Regions from separate parts of the Mus musculus genome. Here region 2 is linked to region 1. A link is a contact called in public Hi-C data. All regions are on one chromosome and are shown on one strand. The core of a region is the stretch at or near the end of the contact, and the rest is flanking DNA. Distances in the headings are between cores, read along the strand shown.

What was found. Hi-C and Micro-C count contacts between places; a contact is called where the count stands out from the background.
Region 2: a Hi-C map of uterus shows a contact between it and region 1, with 4 times the contacts expected there. The contact joins two enhancer-like sites. A contact is called at or near these places in 14 of 484 Hi-C or Micro-C datasets (the AML12 cell line, adipose-derived mesenchymal stem cells, embryonic fibroblasts and 5 more).

What each region holds. Positions count from the first base shown.
Region 1 is chr3:29,742,389-29,746,330 of GRCm38.p6, reverse strand. No RefSeq gene overlaps it. Among named protein-coding and RNA genes, the nearest start is that of Gm42197, 48 kb to the right of the region's middle. Within about 2 kb of position 1,915, at least 4 of the 459 cell types and tissues checked have an H3K27ac peak or open chromatin away from gene starts, as enhancers often do. A contact at or near this core is called in uterus, where this site is marked.
Region 2 is chr3:29,809,084-29,813,129 of GRCm38.p6, reverse strand. All of the region lies in intron 3 of Gm33206 (a long non-coding RNA gene), which reads left to right. Among named protein-coding and RNA genes, the nearest start is that of Mannr, 80 kb to the left of the region's middle. Within about 2 kb of position 1,384, at least 15 of the 459 cell types and tissues checked have an H3K27ac peak or open chromatin away from gene starts, as enhancers often do. A contact at or near this core is called in uterus, where this site is marked.

The sequences.
Region 1 (3,942 bases), core at 666-3,165:
ACTCTTCCTACAAATTAGCATAAGTATGCTAGTCAAATGTTGACTGTGACACTCAAATTTTCAAGGAAGAAAAAGTGATTTTGGTTTTAAAAAATATTGTAAGCATGTAAGATGTAGGATTTAAAAAAAAAAATATTCCACTCCTATAGTGCTCCTGAAGCTGGGTTATTGACAGGTACATTGAAGTGAGAAGCATCCGGGTCTTTTTGGCCATCCTTGATGACAGAGAGATGTCATCTGTAGAGCCATTGTTCAACAATTGCGTGGATTCCAGTAAACATCTTCACAGACAACTGCATGTTATGAATCCAACATATAAAATTTCATGTAGTGTTATGTGTCAAGAGCACAGATCAAGGATACAAATATATTAGGTAATGTTGAGAAATGACAAGGAGCCTTCTGCTTACTGGAAGGCTCCTAGTGCTACCTTTCAGTTCATCAATCACAGAGATTTAATCAAACCGCAAATGTAAATAATCAAGTTCTCCATTTCCTTTTCATGGGACTCTCTATCATCTTTCCCAGCAGGAAAGAGAGATCAAGAAGTTGTTTTTAGTCATGCCACAATGTCACAACCCACAGTCCGACAGACACACCCTTCCTTGGATCACAGAAACATTCCTTGACCAGTCTACATTCTTACATCAGAAGTCGATATTTCTTAGCTAGGCTTACCACCACCCCCTCCCCTTTTATCACTGCAGATAAATAAGAAGCAACGGTGAAAAAATGAATATATTATAGTTAGGAAATGCAAGAAATAATGGGGAGAATCCCTGTGGATACAGTGCTTGCTCCACAAATATGAGGATCCAAGTTTGGATCCAACACCCTTGTTACAACAAAAAACTGGCTGTGGCAGTGTGTACCTGGAATCTCAACACTTGGGGGAAGGAAATAAACAGATTTCTGGAGTCTAGTTAATCAAGATGAAATGGCAAATTCATTGTTCAGTTATAGACACTGAATCAAGACCCGAGATAAAGAAGAACCTGAGAAAGACATTCAAATTTCAGTCTCTGGTCTTCACATTCATTGTAAGTACAACCTTCTACATACACACACACACACACACACACACATACACACACATGAATAAATGGCATTGTTAGTAAAGTTGAAATTTTTGATGCAATAAAGTCAAATATCCATAAGAAAGTAATTGGGATTTTGTCGATTTAAAGTATAGAATTGTTTTTAGTCTCTGTCTAGTGAAACTGAATTTTTTTTTTAGCATCCTTATATAAATAGTCACTCAAAAGCACCCACCACTGGCACATGCACTAGCTTTGTAAATTCTAGGTCAGTACTTACTCTGTGACAGGCACTAAGGTTATTTGGGAAAATCTCCGAGTGGAACCAATCTCTGGGTTTTCTGCATTTCAATCACTATTTGGTCTGCGCTCCTAAGGAATCAGAACAAAATACTTGCAAAAAGTTGGCCTCTAACTTTTATGAATCGCTTGTTTTAAGTCCAGCTACTTGAACTGTCAGTTCTCCGGGACAAATTCTAATTTAATCAGTAATAAAATATCATGTCTCTCCTTGAAGCGCCATCTCTTCCGTACCACAGCTCATTTGGTCCAAGAGGTTAAAATGAACTGCCTTGTTTTTATCCTTCCTTCCTTTCTTACATATTGTCCTGGATAAGTCACATTCTTCCTTAATAACTGGAAAGCATTTTCATTTGTGCCCTGGGAATGGCTAGAGGAGCTTTTAATATTATTAAGTCTAGATCAAATCAATCCAGTCCAAACTGGGCATGAGAATAACATGTCTTAGCCACACCCACTTTTCATCAATTAGTCACACCAATATTGGTGGCCTCGTCAGGGAATCCTTGACATCTGTGACCAGAAGTTCCAGACACAGGCCACTTTTATACATTCTGCTTGCAACCTTTGAACCAAGCTGCCAAGTCAAAGCTTGCTATGTGGTCTTAGCATCCAAATGGTGATTCATTGTTTGCAAACAGGGAGACAGATTAGTATCGTTAAGTTGACCTCAGCCTCTAACTCAGAAGCAATAAGGCTTGAGGACCCGGGCATCTTAACTAGGGCAAGACATAAATCAAGCAAGCTACCTTTAGCACCACAAAGAAATAAACATTTGGCATGTTATGAAAAGCATGCAAAGTGCCTTGAGCTTCCTCTGGAAGATGAAGGTGGGCTTGACTACAGAAGACTCCATTACTTAATTGAGTTTAATACAATATATAGGGACCAGCTTCGTCATGGTTTAACAGTTTCATGAATAAAGAGCTCCACTTTGAGAGCTCACTACTTAGCTCTCAGTAGCAAAGTTTTAAGATTATGGGGCAAAAAGGAATTGGAACAGTATTTTAGTCTGTCTGTGGCAACCGAATCAAATTAGTGAGTTATTTTTCAACAGGTTCACCTGCAAGACTTGAAAAGGAAAAGATAAGATAAAGTTAAAAGGTTGCTAAGTGGAAGACACAGGAAAAGAATTTGCTCTAGAGAGAAAAACACAATGTTGGGCCAAATATGGTCACTGAATAAGAATTCAAATCTCATGTTGTGGGTTTCACTGCGGTTTTATTAAATGTTAGTTGGACTGAATTCAAGCAGCGTGGATCTTCAGTTGAGGGGAAATAAAAAAGACTCAAAAGCTTAGAAAGTATTGTTCTTGGTGTACTGATTCCAACTCTTTTATTTCTATAATTTTCTATTAAAAAGAGTTATAAACTAAAATGTGTAATTTTTTAACCCTAAGAAATCTAGTTTAGAAATCAAGCAAACTCAAAGTTAAGAGTTTAATATAAATTGTGAGTATTGATAAGAGATAACATCCATCCTAATGGTTTTCAGTTATAGTTATAGGTTTACTTTTCTACTTCAATCTGGAAAGGGTTGAACTTCGTGTCATCAGCTTGGAAACCTGATAACTCAATATTGCTTCTCGTGATGTCTCCATAAAACTATTGGTTTTTCAAATCAAATCCTTTTTGGAAATTGTTCTAGAAAGAAAAAAAATCATTTTCCTGCAAAAAAGAACAAACAAGCTCTCAGAAGAATTCTTCCCACAATGCTTTGTGGTCACATGTTTTTAACAAAAGATGACATATCCCAGAAATGCTATGGATATTTCTTCTTTTAATAGTCTGCCACCCTGCAAGTTGTTGTGAATCCAAAGATTATAAGTGCGACACTAGTGAGTTATATCAAAACAGACAAGCATTTTGGGGTTTGAAGTTTTGGAGAGTACAATTTAACAGGAAGAGGCAGTCTCAGTCAGTTAAAGATCCAAACACTGTGTGTGTGTATACCCCAAGGTACAAGCAACACATGCCACCCTCTGGTAACTACTGCACCAATATGCACCTAACTGGGACTCTTCAATACCCTGTCAAAGTGCTGATTGGGATGAAAATACCAATATCTTGACTTATTATTTTGTCTGTCCTTACCTGGACCTGAATTTTTATTCCCCAAGCTATTGAGTTCATCAAAGTTTGGATTACTTTCAAAGACTGAAAATTTATAGCTTTTTTTCTCCACACAGTAGTCGGGAAGCTGTTTCTGAGTAGGTACTTTTGCAAACTAACCACAGAATAAAACCATTTTTTTGAGTGTATGCTACCAAACCTGCAACATCTACTGAGAAGTAAAATGGGATGGGGTTGAGTGAAAACTGGAGAACTTCAAGCTGATATGCCCTGTGTCTGAACAGAAAGCATTGCCACAGGCTACCCCTTCTGCCTTCATAGGCATCACTAAGCTGCAACCCAGGCAGGAAGGCACTGGGACACTATCGTACACTTGGTCAATAGCTCAATTCTCAGAAACTCACCTGTTCAGGTAGAGAAAGAACACACTCACCATTTCTATTCCTCTTCCTCCTCACCCTCTTTCTCTGTTCTGTTCTACTGTGTAGCAAATAAATCAATTCCAAGTTTAAGCTTCTAGACCGAAGCTTTTC
Region 2 (4,046 bases), core at 135-2,634, 67 kb before region 1:
CCGAAGATTGAAAAATAAATTAAAAGAAAGAGCGCCACCTACTGATGCATTTAAAAACTCTCCCATCGGCTCTATTTCTGAATGGAAAAGGCACAACAGGGACCTTGTGAACAGTAACTCAGACTGCTTGGCTCAAAGAGAAGAAAGAAAGGAGCAGGAGTTGCCCCCGTGGAAAGCAACTGGCTAGAATGGAGCTGTCTCCATAATGGAGAAAGCCTCCCCTTTTCTGTGCCCCTCAGAAGCTCTAATTAATAAGTCTGCTCCAGGTTTAGTGCTCCCCCAAGACACGGGTTAACTGTGCCGTTCCCTTTTGCTGGGTTTACCGAATCCGGTCGGGTCACACATTTTGCTCCATTACAATAATCGTATTCATGTCACCGGCTGCCCCTTCCGACTCTCAGACATGGTGGGCGCCCTTTGAAAGGATTTACGGGACCATTTCTCCCACCAGTGAGGTTGGGCTTGTTCAGAGCCTACCATACTCCTCCCCTGCCCCCACCCAGCCTAGATTCATGTGATTTCACAGGGGAGGGAAGAAAAACATCCACTGGGAACTTAAAGCCTACCTCAGGAGGCAAAGAGTAGTTAGTTGAGGAGAAAGCAACTGAACCAGACCAGGAGGGAGATGGCTCAGAGAGGCTGATCAATGGCCCCTGCAGTTTTTGCTGTCCCATGCCCCGCCACCTATCTATACGGTCTTCCAGGACCAACTTAGATTCCTGCTTTGACACATCTTTTAAGAAAGGCACACTCTCTGAGTCTCTCTTTGTGTGCCTTACGTTACAGACAGATGTAACTTATTGTGAGCGCATCCTGGCCTCTCAAAGGGTCTTGGGGTCCTGGTTTTCTAGCATGGACTTAGGTTTATAACACCACTGGCTTTCTTTTAAGATGAGTAAAGTCTAAATTATGTTTGTTTCCTACTTTTAAGCAGTGGCTATAAGAAATATTATCAATATGCAACAGGACAGCATCTAGAAACACACAATGGAGTAATTTAGAGTAAAGTCCCTTTGAAGATGTCTGTTCAGCCATGCAGAGACTTGATTAGCTAACCGTAGGCCCAGGTATTCAAAGTCTGAATAGAAAATGTTTATCTTCCCCCAAATGAATCACACATCACCTATCACTATAGAGTTGCCAAACTGTATGGTTTCCTTGTCACACATAAATTCAATAGCCGGCCACATCCAGGGACAGAAATTCCTTATAAATCAAACACCTACATACATTACAAAGAAAGGGAGTGGGACATACTGCCGAGTTTCAGTCAATCAAAACATGTGTGACGAGGGTCTTGTGTATCCAAGGCACAGTGCTAGGTTTCATGGGGACATTTAATGAAATATGACCTGGCCCAACCTCCAAGCAGGGGAACACCTGCCTTCCACTGCTGCTCTGGAGATTATGTGCAATGGCTGAGCAGTGCAGGGTGACAGGTAAATGACTACTATTATCATGACTACAAGGTCATTTTGAAACAATATTTAAAGCAGAGGTGGGAGAGATGGCCAAAATGGAAGAAATAATATGGGATTGAATGGTGACACGGTGACACTGATTTACTGGGGTCAGAAAAAGAATGAACATGTCTGAATCTTACCTTCAGAAAGCTTCATGCAGAGGGTTTCAGCTCTGAGTTTACTGTTTTCAGAAACTCATTAGGTTCTAGGCAGAAGGCTGAGCTATTGACATTTTCAACTCATTTTTCAAACCTCCCCTAATTCAAAGGGTATAAAGACATTATCAGCCTACTTTTATGGTTTAGAATTCCAGAGAGACTAAGGTACGCATGCTGTCACATGGAGTTTTCCTACTTAATCAAATTGTCTCCACTATAGACACATGTGTGTGTGTGTGTGTGTGTCTGTGTGTGTGTGTGTGTGTGTGTGTGTGTGTGTGTACGTGTGTGTGCATGCATGTGTTTATATCTGTGTACACCTGTATGTGTGCAAGTGCACATATGTGTGCACATCCGTTGAGGTCAGATGATGCAAAGTTGACTTCAAGCGTCCTCCTCAGACACCATCAACATTTGTAGGCTTTTGTTTTATGCTTTTGTTTTCTCTCTCCCTTCCCCCATCACCCTCTCCCCCTCTTTCCCTTCTTCTCTTCCTCCCACCCTCTCTTACTTTCCCCCACTCGCTGTTGCTGAGATACACTCTCTCGATGGCCCAGAGCTCAGTGACCAGCACTGGGAGAGCTGGCCAGGGGTGTCCTATGGATCTCCCTAGCTTTGCCTATGCTGGTTTTAGAGAACACTCCACACTGTCAGCTTTTAAAAGTGGGTTCTGTGGCTGGAACTTGAGTCCTCATCTGTGGCCAACGCTTTGCCAGCTGAGCTCTCTCCCAGGCATTAGAATAGGATTTTAGACTCTAGGGTTGAGAGGGATGCACAAGCCCTCTTTGCTACCTTTGCAGATAGAGAGGGCTGTAGGAGAAAACATGCCTGAGCTTACATGCCTAACTAGTGACTTCACAGAACTCAGAAAGCAAGGTCTACCCTGCCAGACTGGTGCTATTTATAAAGTTTTCAAATATTTCTCAGTAAGTCATAAATCAATAGCCATTATTTTTATAAATCCAAAAGGCCATGTAAGGAAAACCTCTCTGCTGCGTGTCAGCTCTACATCTTCTCTTTCTTTGGCCAAGGAGAGAGCTACTCATTTCCTGTTTCTGAGAAATCATTCATTAACCCTCTCTCAGATTCCATCCCAGCCCCATCCACAAGACAGTTATCCTAGTATCAGGCTGGCTCAGACAGCAAAATGGAGGCAAAATGTATATCACAGCATGGGAGCATATGTCTGGAAGTCTAGGGAAACTGGACCATTTTCTTCCTTAATTCGCCTTTTGGTAGAACTTGAATCTAATCTGTTTGCTGGGTAGTCTACATTTTGGGGTTAGAAGCATACGTCTTCTATGGTTCCTGGGTGGTACATATTCAATCAGAATGTCAATCAAAGCAGATTGTCTTCCAAAATGAAGAGATTTTGCTCAGCCTCATTCTTTTCCTTGGCATAAAATGCTGATACAACATGGGTGTCCTTGCTTTGTTCTGTGACATAGTTCTACCTATCTTGATACCCTCAGCACAAGACTAGAGGCACTAAATCACATGACCCTGAAGTAGGCAGACCTTCTTAAAAGGAGACTATAACCAAGCAACAACAAATTGTAATTGTGGTGCCTTAACTTTCAGCTCAGCAATTCAATCATTTTTCTCGTTTTGAAAGCAATTCTTTGTTGAAAAAATATTTGAGGATGCTGAAGAGATGTCTGAGTGGTTATGAGAACTGGCTGCTCTTCAGAGGACCGAGGTTCAATTTCCAACATCTGAGCTCTGTCACCGGTAACTCCAGTTCCGGGGGGATCTGATACTAATCTTCTGGCTTCTATGGACACAGCATACATTTCTTGAACACACACACATTCAGGCAAAACACAAATGCACATAAAAACGGTAAAGAAATAAATACAATGTTTTAAAAACAAACAAAACAAGTTTTGACTATGATTATCATCAAATCCATGGAACATTATGTTGTCAGTGACCTGGAGGCCCTTTGTCCCTTCTCCCTATCTCTTCAGCTTGGAAGGGGCTGCATTTTTAACTACGTATTGGAAGGACAATTGTTCCATTGATTTCCTGTTGCTTTTAAAGGTTGTCTTTATTTTGAAAATCTTGGACGTGTCTTCAATGAAATTTGATAACTGTTTCCCATTTCTCCATGTCAATTCCTGGCTAAGCCCCACTCCCAACAGGCCCCTCCCAACTTCACGTCTTTATTTCATTTTTAGAACCCACTAAGTCCAGTTAAAGCTGTCCACGTATCTACAGCTATGAAGCTGTAGCATTCAGTGGTACAAGGGAAACCAGTATGAGCTGTGTCATAAAACCAAAGTCTCCTGGGAGGCTCTGCCAGTGCCTGGCAAATACAGAAGTGGATGCTCACAGTCATCCATTGGATGGAGCACAGGGTACCCAATGAAGGAGCCAGAGAAATATCCAGGGAGCTGAAGAGGACTGAAGCCCCATAGAAGGA